Regions from separate parts of the Sus scrofa genome. Here all the other regions are linked to region 4. A link is a contact called in public Hi-C data. All regions are on one chromosome and are shown on one strand. Each heading gives the region's core, a stretch centred on a gene start, on an enhancer-like site or on the middle of the called end of the contact. The rest is flanking DNA. Distances are from core to core; before and after follow the strand shown. Region 1 has its middle 240 kb from the start of RND3. Region 2 has its middle 150 kb from the start of RND3. Region 3 has its middle 130 kb from the start of RND3. Region 4 holds the start of RND3 (Rho family GTPase 3).

The links. A called contact is a pair of places that touch in the nucleus more often than the background predicts.
Region 1: a Hi-C map of liver shows a contact between it and region 4, with 1.6 times the contacts expected there. The contact joins the enhancer-like site here to the promoter of RND3 in region 4. A contact is called at or near these places in 2 of 5 promoter capture datasets (fetal liver and liver), 11 of 47 Hi-C or Micro-C datasets (alveolar macrophages, embryonic fibroblasts, fetal skeletal muscle and 4 more) and 1 of 2 datasets of contacts at active chromatin or transcription factors (skeletal muscle).
Region 2: a contact with region 4 is called in a Hi-C map of skeletal muscle, with 2.8 times the contacts expected there. The contact joins the enhancer-like site here to the promoter of RND3 in region 4. A contact is called at or near these places in 3 of 47 Hi-C or Micro-C datasets (brain, liver and skeletal muscle) and 1 of 2 datasets of contacts at active chromatin or transcription factors (skeletal muscle).
Region 3: a contact with region 4 is called in a Hi-C map of embryonic fibroblasts, with 7 times the contacts expected there. The contact joins the enhancer-like site here to the promoter of RND3 in region 4. A contact is called at or near these places in 2 of 5 promoter capture datasets (fetal skeletal muscle and liver), 12 of 47 Hi-C or Micro-C datasets (alveolar macrophages, embryonic fibroblasts, heart right ventricle and 5 more) and 1 of 2 datasets of contacts at active chromatin or transcription factors (skeletal muscle).

The regions. Positions count from the first base shown.
Region 1 is chr15:1,952,355-1,955,054 of Sscrofa11.1, forward strand. No RefSeq gene overlaps it. Among named protein-coding and RNA genes, the nearest start is that of RND3, 240 kb to the left of the region's middle. Within about 2 kb of position 1,382, at least 8 of the 83 cell types and tissues checked have an H3K27ac peak or open chromatin away from gene starts, as enhancers often do. A contact at or near this core is called in fetal liver and liver, where this site is marked.
Region 2 is chr15:1,861,745-1,864,444 of Sscrofa11.1, forward strand. No RefSeq gene overlaps it. Among named protein-coding and RNA genes, the nearest start is that of RND3, 150 kb to the left of the region's middle. Within about 2 kb of position 1,412, at least 7 of the 83 cell types and tissues checked have an H3K27ac peak or open chromatin away from gene starts, as enhancers often do. A contact at or near this core is called in liver and skeletal muscle, where this site is marked.
Region 3 is chr15:1,584,717-1,587,416 of Sscrofa11.1, forward strand. No RefSeq gene overlaps it. Among named protein-coding and RNA genes, the nearest start is that of RND3, 130 kb to the right of the region's middle. Within about 2 kb of position 1,400, at least 6 of the 83 cell types and tissues checked have an H3K27ac peak or open chromatin away from gene starts, as enhancers often do. A contact at or near this core is called in embryonic fibroblasts and omental adipose tissue, where this site is marked.
Region 4 is chr15:1,714,331-1,717,030 of Sscrofa11.1, forward strand. It overlaps RND3 (Rho family GTPase 3), which reads left to right and starts at 1,259. Exons shown (of 5, transcript NM_214296.1): 1 at 1,259-1,408; 2 at 1,876-1,963. The coding sequence starts at 1,259.

The DNA of each region.
Region 1 (2,700 bases), core at 132-2,631, 240 kb after region 4:
AATGGTGGGAAAAAATGTAATTGGACTATTTCTAATCTTTCATGTTGGGGAGTTGATTGATACTGCTTAAATACAAAAAAATGGATGTTTAAATGCATTATTTCAAGATAAAAATATCCATAAGAAAAATCTGAATTAATAACAGAACAACTAAAATCAAGAGATAGAGGGGAAGAGGAAAGGGGAAGAAAATATGTCCCAGTTTCCTCACTGTTTAAAGGGAAAAGTTAATTGCACTCTGTAAAACTGAGAGAGAGAGGGGAACATTAAGATTATTGTTAAATTTATAAACATTGAGTCTATAGGATCTAAAAGCAGAGTACCCTCGAAGCTACTGGCTGGGAAACATACCCCAAACAAAACATAGCTAAATCATTGATAAAAAATAGATAATTTAGAAAGCAAGAACAACAAATTGCACAAAAACTAAGAACAAATATATCTATCATGTCAATAAATCCAAATAGGATAAACTCGACTAATAATTGAAAGACTCTCAGATTGGAGGAAACCCTTAAGAGCTTAGGGCACAAGTGAAGTGCTATCCAGTATAAGTAGGGAGAATATCCTTCTGTTCCTGGTTTTAAGTGTGCTTTTCATTTAGTCCCCAAAGCTCCACTGCCTGTGCTAAGAATCTCACAAAGTCTTTCATGAAAACATTTTCTTCAGCTTAAGGCTCTACCCCTTTCTTTTAATAATCAAGATTCCATTTCAAGCTGTCATCCTTCTCTATTGCCCCATTTCAAGCTGTCATCCTTCTCTATTGCCCCAACTTTCCCAATCTTTTTCCTGGAGCCAATACAAAAATTTATTTCCCTTTCTTCACACCCTTAAGTTCCCTTTCTTCACATCCATCAAGTTGTAAGCTACTGACTACCCATTTTATTCAAGAACATAAAGACTTTATTTTTAAAATGGGGCAGTTGGGATACTCTGTCACACTAGTATCATAAGAGTTCTTCTGAATTAATTCACACCAATGTGCTAGGTGATGAACCAGGGCTGGCACTACAAAGCTAACTAAGTCATGATGATGCTATAGGGTGCATGTTATAGGATATGAGATTTACAATTAGGCTGAAAAATAATAGACATATTCCATGGTATAGAAATGAAGGTCACTGAAGTTAGGTGGACACATCGGTTTCAATGTTTCAGCTGAATGAGCGGGTGAATTCATTAAATAACACACTTCTAAAGAGGAAAGCAGGTTGAATGACTATAAGAAATATTTTAAAGCTCAGTGGGTATATTTTTTCAAATTGGAAAATCACAGATGGGTCAAATTCCATTTCAGCTTTTAAAGAGAGGTTCTCCACCTCAGTGAGGACATCTGGATGATGCAATCAGATGTTGACTATGTTGCAATTCCTTAGCAATAATAGTTAAAGTGTAGTCATTTGAGAATGATTTACTGAACACAAACCAGAACAGGTTCAGGGCTATCTATATAACATCAGTCTCCCTTGCGTTTGGTATGCCTTATTGAGCTTAAATAAAAGGGATTTAGGTATAATTACTCCTCAGAGAATCTCAAATAAATCTGTGTATACCATGGGCATGTGTATAAACCATTGGTTTAAATGCTAATGCTTGGAAAACAAACTAGACCAATTTGCAAAGGCACGGAAACCAAATGAAAGAATGAGAAGGATAGACCAAGATGCTGCCATGAGAATGCTTGGATTTCCCTAGAAAATCAAAGAAGCTATGATTTTTTTTTTCTAAGAAAATAAACACCTGGGAAAACTACCAAGAACAATGTGCAAATCCTCTTCTTTTGTTTGTCCAAGTAACTGAGCTGGCCCACCCCAAGGGGCATAAAATCTGTGGAATTTGTGTCCCTTGGAGGTAGAATACAAACCCTGAGTAAGCTAGGACTGCAGTCTTTTGTAACCAACTATAATTTTATTGATTTTCATCTGTTACCCAAGTCTTGTTAAGAGAGATGAGAGGTCTGCCAAAGCAAATAGAAAGATGCATAGACTGCCACCTGAATTTTATGTTATGTAGGTTACGCCTATTGATGGAATTTGAAATTGGAGGTTGCCAAGAAGCCAAGAGGAAAGTTCAGAATGATATATGTTTTCAGAGGACAAATAGTACTCCTTTTTCTAATTTCTGCGTTTTTCCCCCCATGGAAAATTTTCCTTCTTTTGGTAATAAAATACAACACATGATTAATTTATCAATGAAAATAATGATTTTTAGTATTGTGGGCTAAGGCTAAATATGATCAGTCCTCTTTGACTTTTTTTTTCCCCTGTATAAATTCTAGTGACAGCTGATTTTATTATACTTAATTTTCCTTTTAAGACATAGAAAACAGTCAGGACTTTTTCTTTAAAGTTAAAATCATTTAACACTTCATTAAAAAAATATAAATTTCTACAGATGTTAAAGCTAAAACTTTTTTTTTATTGCTCTTTTGTATTTTATGGAAGTTTAGGATCCATATTTACAGGAAGCCTCTATAAACCAATCTAAACTGGCAATCATCAGCGACTCCTATTTCCATCTACTTCTTTTATTCATGCATTGACTATTCAATATAGATCATATTTTTATATAAAGTATCTCAGATATTTTAAAATATCAATTCCCTTGGCCTCTTCTCCTCTAGTTTAATTCCTTAGAGTACCTAAACTTTCCTCTGTTTTTACACATCTGGACATTGTTATACAGAGGAATAATCTGCCT
Region 2 (2,700 bases), core at 162-2,661, 150 kb after region 4:
ATTGTAATAAAATTAATGTTCCTGTCTATCACCCCATTGTGAGCTTCTGAGAAGCAACTCCTGTATTTAATTCACCAGGCCAGGGTCTTCAACATATTAGGAGCCCAGTATGCTTGTTAAATAAATTAATAATCTCCAAAAAACAACTGTCCTTTATCTTCCACAGTCTTCTTTTTCTAGCTATCAAGGATGCCTAGTCAAAGCTACTTTGACTTGATGTTAACTCTGTCTTTGCAATAATGCTTCTCCTCTGATATAACACACACATCAAAATATCAGTTTAACACACATAAATTAGTCGCTCATTGCACTGTGATATTAGTTAATTCTGAAATTGCATTATAGATTTCTAAATTAAAGAGATTGCCTGCCTGTCACTCACATTGCATACAATGAATGCCAACGTCAGGCATCACCTTTTTCCAGCTTTGCCAGACTGAAGGTCATTATCAATTGCTGTTTAATCAGCCAAGTCATGCATATAGACAAAGGTTAACTGAGCATGGACCAATCTGACTTCCTTTGTCATCGCAAGACAATTTGCGGCTTAATAAAGCTGCTCTGATTGCACTTAACAACACCTGCTTTAAAATCCAGCCTCATTAATAGCACACTAATGAGTTAGGGATCTTCTGGCAAGGGCATGATCAAAGACAGATGATTTGCTTTCTGATTAAATGACCTAAATAACATAAAACCAAACCTCCCAGTTTCCTTTAGGGACAGTCTTTTTGGAAAAAGTTATAAAAGCTGTTGGCATCCTCAGATATGGTTGGAAACAAAAGGACAGGAAAGAATCATCAGTTGGCTTAAATTCTGATGTGGAACCATAGTGAACAATAAATGAAATTGAGCCAAACCATGTTCTCAACCTTGGAGCTCACACTTTAAAACAAAATAGCCACTGAGCAAGAGAGCAGAGATATAAAACTCATAAAACAGAAGGGGAATTTTTTGAATCTTTATGAAGGTAGTATATTAGTATAAAGACTAATTTTTAGAAGCAACTTTGTTACTAAGATAATGAAAGTGATTTGACACTTCTGCATACACTAGAGTTTTGGAGTTTAAAGTTAATTTATTATGTGATGTCAGACAAGTCATTTGTTGCTCTGAATGGAGCCATGTGTTCTGATCTGATACAACCACTGGCTGAACTTTGAACGTCGGAAAATCTTGCACCTTTCTTTCTGCATTTCTGTAATTATTCAATCTGTACTAGAAATGTCAGTCTTGCCTGCCTGCCTGCCCAGGAAAGGAGAAAGCTGTGCCATAACCTCTGCTACAAAGGCCAGTTTGGGAACAGAATCTGCTGTCAGAACTCGACCAAGGTCAGCCAATCTAAAGTCCTGCCAGTGACCAAAGCTTTTGGTTGACTACTGGCCAATTCAAAGTCTTCTCAGGAATGCAACAGAACTGGAAGTTCAGAGCCTGGAATAAAGAGGTTGGGAGAGAAGCTGAGACAGACACATACACACATGAGAACAGATACAAGGAGGTTAGCTGAATCACATTCATGAAGGAACACAAGAACAAAGTTACATTAGATTTTTTGTTTTTTGTTTTTTGTTTTAAATTGAAGTATAGATGATCTGCAGTGTTATATTAGTTTCAGGCATACGACATAGTGATTTGGTACAAGTAAGACTGAAGGCTCCTTGAGTGTGGGGAGTAAAGCTCATATTCCTTTTGCCATCTCCACATCTCTAGCGGGACTACAAAGTGTTTAGTGAGTATTTATTGATGGTGCAGAGAGCTTCTGCGTGAAATGTTATTCTATACTTCATCTTTAAAAGGAAGTCACTTCAATGATCAGAAAGGTGTAGCTTGGACAAGTTTTAAATATAGATACCTCAATTTATTGAAATCTTCTTCTGAAAAAGTTCCCCCATTCATTTCCCTTGTTTCTAAGATGATTCTAAAATGATGTGTTGGTAAGACAGTGAAAGGGAGACAGATGATGGCGTACTGGTTCAGCTCTGTGGCTTACTCAGGAGGGGACAAATTGAAATCTCTGTGAAACTTGATATCCTCATCAGTCAAAAGGGGATAATATGCCCTCTACCACTTCCACTAAGTGGCTTTCAGGAACAAAGGAGAAAATAAGCTTCCATGGTGCTTATGTCTTTCCTTTATTCTATTGTAGTTAACCCATCATAATGTGGTGGAGGTGGTGGTATACTAGAGCTGGCTTGCACGGACTCTCAAGAACTATTTTTTAAACTTTGAGGGGTTTGTGAGCTGGTTGTTAAATGGAGCCATTATTAATTATTAAATTATGTAACTTACAATTAAACCACTCATATCAAAAATAGAAGCAACAAATAATCAAAACTCATGCTCCCTAGTTATTTTAGCACATTTCGTTACTACCTGTGCTCTTGAGGTATTTCTGTCTGTTATCTTGGTGCAGTAGAAATACTTACTGTATAATGGTGTGCATTTTTACCTTTCTTCCCAGCTCTGGATTCAATGAGTTGTGTTGTTAGTCTGAAATTGGCCATGATGAAAGTATTTACACCATGGAAAACAGCAAATGCCACAAACTGGGGCTTTTTGTTCCTGTAGCCAGTTTTTTTGTGTGTGTGCGTAAGTGTCTCTTTTTAGGGTTGCACCCATGGCATTCAAAAGTTCCCTGACTGGGGGTCCAATTGGAGCTGCAGCTGCTGGCCCAAGTCACAGCCATAGCAACTTGGGATT
Region 3 (2,700 bases), core at 150-2,649, 130 kb before region 4:
CTATGGGTTTCATCTCTCCCTGAGATGAATTTATAAAATGGGAATGATAGTATTTTCTGGGCAAGATTACAGTTAAGATACATTTATCCATAAAAGTGCTTGGCATATAGTAAGTACCCCCCAAATAGTAATCACTTCTACTTTTATTATTGATTTTTCTGAAAATGCCCTCAGTCTGCTTCACTCAAGTGCTCTCACTGGCATGATTAATTATTATTCTCAAATTTCATAAACCACATTTGGCTTTAATGAAACAATGTGTATGTCCATCTGGAAAGTAAGTTAAAAAAATAAATATAGTTCTATGGAATGACTAATAGCCCCTTGGGAGGAGCAAAGAATTTGGCAGGCTAGGAACTTTTAGGTACAGGACATAGAAATTTTGTCTGGAGGTAAACAAAAATCAACGCCTACTTTTCATTAGGAATGCGAGGAGAAATAGAATAATGTATTCAAAGTCTCTATTTCCAAGGGTCTGTTTCTGCATTTCCTCCACAGTAAACTTTATGGTACTCAATTTATCTCCCTAGAAAACCATCCCAGCTCTGGGATATGATAGGCCTCAAGGAATATTCCACTAGCTGACTTAAATCTCAGTCTTCTGTGATGCATCATGAATGAGTTTTAAGGAATTTATTTCATTGTCAAGAAAAGGGTCATTTCTCAGAAAACATAATCATTCTTGCTTCTGTAGATTAAAAACAAACAAAAAAAAAGATGTACATAGGCTACAGGGTCTTTCAATTTAGCAGTGGAACAAACCTTTATAGAACTCCTTCGGGAATTCCTTTAGCACAGATGTTTCCATATTAGCATTGGTCTGAACCCAGTGGACCAGAGAAAACATTTAGAGACAAAAAAAAAAAAAAAAAAAAAAAAAGGATTCTATAAGATGCATAATAAAAAGTTTTATGAATTATATTAATGAACAGTTCAATTTTTTTGCAATTCTTTCATTAAAAAATTTACATTTTATAATTAAGTTCAAAGCATGTATAAAAATTACCATACATATGAAAAGACAAGTTTAACTATTTACCAAAAAACATTAATTATTACCATGTTTAAAATAAGTGTTTTAAAATACTACTTCACCAATGCTTTAACAGTCATATTTAAGTCTCTTGGCAATAAGATTCTAATATGAACCACATCCCACTGTCTTAAAATGATCTGAATTTTGCTACTGTGAGATTTCTAATGAAAAGTAGAACTCTTCCAGTTGACAGGATTAATTTTCAGACTTAAACCATTTTCAGAGCTTCTAGAAACCAAAGATAGATTCACCTTTGGTTAGAATAAGGGTAAATGAGATTGTTCAAGCAACATAGGATGGGACTAAGGCTGAAGACAGGGAGATTTGGCCCTGGGTGCCCAAGATCAGCACAGCTGTGTCAGGGATCCTCCACTTTGGCATTTACTACACGTTTTCTCCAGAAGGTGGTGCTTGTCAGTCACTTCTGGATGGTTGTGAGACGGGACTAAAATATAATCCTGATTTTTAAAGAGATCCTCTCACTAAAAGAAGCCAGTGCGTACAAAAGCATTGCTAATATGGCATCAGACATCTTGGTTTAGCAAACCCACAACTCCTACGTAAGAGGCACTGGGAGAGCTTGTGCTGGAGCAATGGGTTGGGCATGTACGAGTCCCTCAGTATCACGAAAGAGAAAGGGCCTGGGATCGTAAAGTTCCTTGCAAACAAGTCCGAAGATCTTCTGTCCTAAGAATTCTTAATAAAACCCTATTTTGAGTTTAAAGTTTTAATATTATATTGGAAATTTCATATGTGTATTTATTAAGGGGAGGTGATAGATTGCATTATGTTTTCAAAGGTGTCCAAAAAGAAATAAGATCCAGTAACACTTATTTTAGGAAGGAGGAACCTGAAGCACAGCATGGTTAAAGCTATCTTGTGTTCCAGAATCACACTGGCAGAGGCATAAAACCCTGTATTCCTGAAGGATGTTGCAACTACATGAAATTCCAACCAAATCTCTTCACTTTTAAGAAAGAAAAATTTTTACAAGGTATTCTGCTATTCTGTATCATATCAAAATAACTGTAAGGTTGGTTAAATAGCCAAAGCTATTAGTATTATGCTAATCATTTTAAAAAATGCTTATTTGACCAACTGTTTCCGTTTTGATTGATTATGTTGGCATTACCCAGACACAGCCCAGAGAACAGCATACTCCCATGACCATGATCCTGTAAATATTCTGGCATCTCCCCCATTACCAGTAAAACTATTCAGCACAAGTATGCAGCATAAAAGGAAGAAAAATGGGAAACATATGTTTGAGTTCTCCATGTGAAATCTACAGCCATTAGGGGAATGATTTGCATTATGTGGCTTGATCGTGCAGTTAGTTAGCAACCGCGGAACCTAGTGAAATAAAGAGAAGGAGCAGGGTTGTAAGAGATATTTCCAAAGGAGACAGAATTACAATTCTTCCTTCTAAACCAAAGACACCCAGAGCAAAACTAGTGAGAAAACATTTGTATAGGTCAAAAGAAATAAAAAATCTTATACTCCCGGCCTGTGATGTGGTTAAGGGTAGACTGATTACAAACGGCAACTATTCTGAGAAAACCTACAAACGAAAGTCAGTTACCAAGTGAGTTTAATAACTTGGCCCAAACCTGAATGAACAGGACAACAACAACTTCAACAACAAAATAACAGTGAAGATCCCA
Region 4 (2,700 bases), core at 9-2,508:
GAGGGGCTACAATGACCTTGTGTGTTTGGGTCCCTAGTGCAGTAGGAATGAGATTTTGGTGTCTCATGTTACTCAGTTATGAGCATCTTACACTTCTCTTTCTTTTCCTCTCCCACCTCCTCTCCGCTCTCCTCAAAACCTTCCCCCCTCATCCTAAGTCACTGAAACTGACAGGTATCAGAATTCAGTCTCTGACTATGACCCAAGCAAGCCAGTGGGAAATAACCTGGCTTAACTATTGTTCCATGGCCTATATACCTGATACAAAACATTTCCTAAAAAAATACAACCACTGGGAGTTCCCGTCGTGGCGCAGTGGTTAACGAATCCGACTAAGAACCATGAGGTTGCGGGTTCGGTCCCTGCCCTTGCTCAGTGGGTTAACGATCTGGCGTTGCTGTGAGCTGTGGTGTAGGTTGCAGACACAGCTCGGATCCTAAGTTGCTGTGGCTCTGATGTAAGCCGGCAGCTACAGCTCCGATTGGACCCCTAGCCTGGGAACCTCCATATGCCGCGGGAGCGGCCCAAAGAAATAGCAAAAAGACAAAAAAAAAAAAAAAAAAAATACAACCACTTAACCCTTCCCCATCTAAGATTGCATCCTATGTTTTATAATGATGTTTTAACTTGGGCGAATAATGTTTTTGCTTTCATAAATATCCACGAGGCTTCTGTAGATTAGCCCTTATGAAAATGGCTTTAAGTAATTCCAATAAAAGTCAATAATGCACATTCAATTTCGCACCTCCTCCTGTACTCCTACAGTGCCATCCTTCAGCAAAGCGTCTTTGCAATCTCCAAGTTGTCCCAGAGCCTTGGTCTGGAAATAGATCCCGCCCGGTTACCCTAGAGGGCGCACTGTCTACATTTCTTTTCTTTTTTCTTTTTTTTTTTTTTTTGCAAGTAAGAAGACGGCGCTCGCTCCCAGGCTCCATAAAAGGGGAGGAGGCGGATCAGTTTCCTTCTCCCATTGAGAACGAGGATTGGAAGGCCGGGCGTATAAAGCCGCGCAGAGAGCGTGAAACAAAGCAGTCGGATCGGAATTGGACTTGGGAAGCGCGGTGTGGAGTCAGGCAGAAAACTTGTTGGAGGAGAGTAACGAGCCTGCTCCTCTAGCTCTCATCTGCGCGGCGCTTCAGGGGTTCCCATCAGCCTTGCGATGTATTTTTATATCTGCTTTTTATAATATAGAGAAACATATATATTTTTTTCCTCTTAAGAGAAAATTCCTGTTCCAAGAGAAAATAAGGCAAGATCAATGAAGGAGAGAAGAGCCAGCCAGAAATTATCCAGTAAATCTATCATGGATCCTAATCAGAACGTGAAATGCAAGATAGTAGTGGTGGGAGATAGTCAGTGTGGGAAAACCGCGCTGCTGCACGTCTTCGCCAAAGACTGCTTCCCCGAGGTAAGTGTGGGGCCAGCCCGGGCTTCGAGGAGTGAGGAGGGCCTCTGGATCCTCTGGCTTCCCCCACTTCACCCGTTTTTCTTTTTTCAGCCGCCTTTCTCACCCTTTACTACTTTCCCCTGGGTTAGACTGCCGGGAAAGGGAAAGTGGTCTGGGAGCGTTTAAGGGTTGGGATGCGACTGCACATTCTGCTGTTAGCTTCTGAAACTTGTTCGGTCATGTGTGCAGAAGGTGGGGTTGTGAGATTCAGATCCTCTCCTCTTGGAAGATGGGAGGGGGGTGGCGAGAGGGGGTTAAGGGGGGTTCGGAAAAGGTCCGCGTGTTTAGTGTGAGGTCTGGTGGTCGTGGGTTTGGGGGTTTTACTTCTTTAATTGGGGAATGAGGAGGCGATTTTCAGAGGGTGTTCTGTGGGTGTCGTGCATTTTAAAATAACCTCTTTGCCCCATTCCTCTGTCCATTTTGTCCAGAATTACGTCCCTACAGTGTTTGAGAATTACACGGCCAGTTTCGAAATCGACACACAAAGAATAGAATTGAGCCTGTGGGACACTTCGGGTAAGAGAGTCATTGGACCGCGTGGCGCTCGGGCCGGTTTCCAGCCGCTCGGGGGTGAGCGGCGGGTCTCAGGACCCCAAGCTTGGCACGCTCTCACCATCCGCCAGCGCGCCATCAGCGCTGGCTCTGCTCCCCTCCGTTAACTTTGCTTCTTGGCGAGGGATTCCCGCGGTCCCTTCTGAGTGGTGGGCGGGGGGGGGGGGCGACATTGGGTTGGGGGTAGCTGTGGGAAGGGAAGAGCGCTGTGTGCCCGAAGGGTGACCCCGTGGTGGAAAATCCTTGTAGCCGAGTGGCTGGGGGGCCGAGCTGTGTCCGGGTCGCCTCCCGGCAAATGTTGGGGGCGGAGGGATGCGTGCGCCGCCTTGGAACCAACTGGATGAGTGCCACTCCAGGACCTGCAGCTTGTCGGGGAGGCGGAGAGCAAGGCAGGGGTGGTGGAAGGTGGGAGAAAATCCCCGAAGCGACGCAGTTACGTGCGGATCCCGCGTTTGGGGGCGGGGGGGAGAAGAAAGTAAAGGGAGCGCACGCAGCCGCGGCGCTCGTGACGCCTACTGCCAGGAATGCGCTGGCGGCGCGGGCAGCACCCAGCTGGCGGTAGCCCGGCCTCCTCTCCCCGCTGCCTGCGTCCTCAGCGCCAACCTGCAGATCCGAATTCCCCCACCCTCGTGATCACTCGTGTCCCCCGGCCCACGCCATTCCCTCGTGACCCCTTGCATCACCCTCCTCCGCCGGCCTAC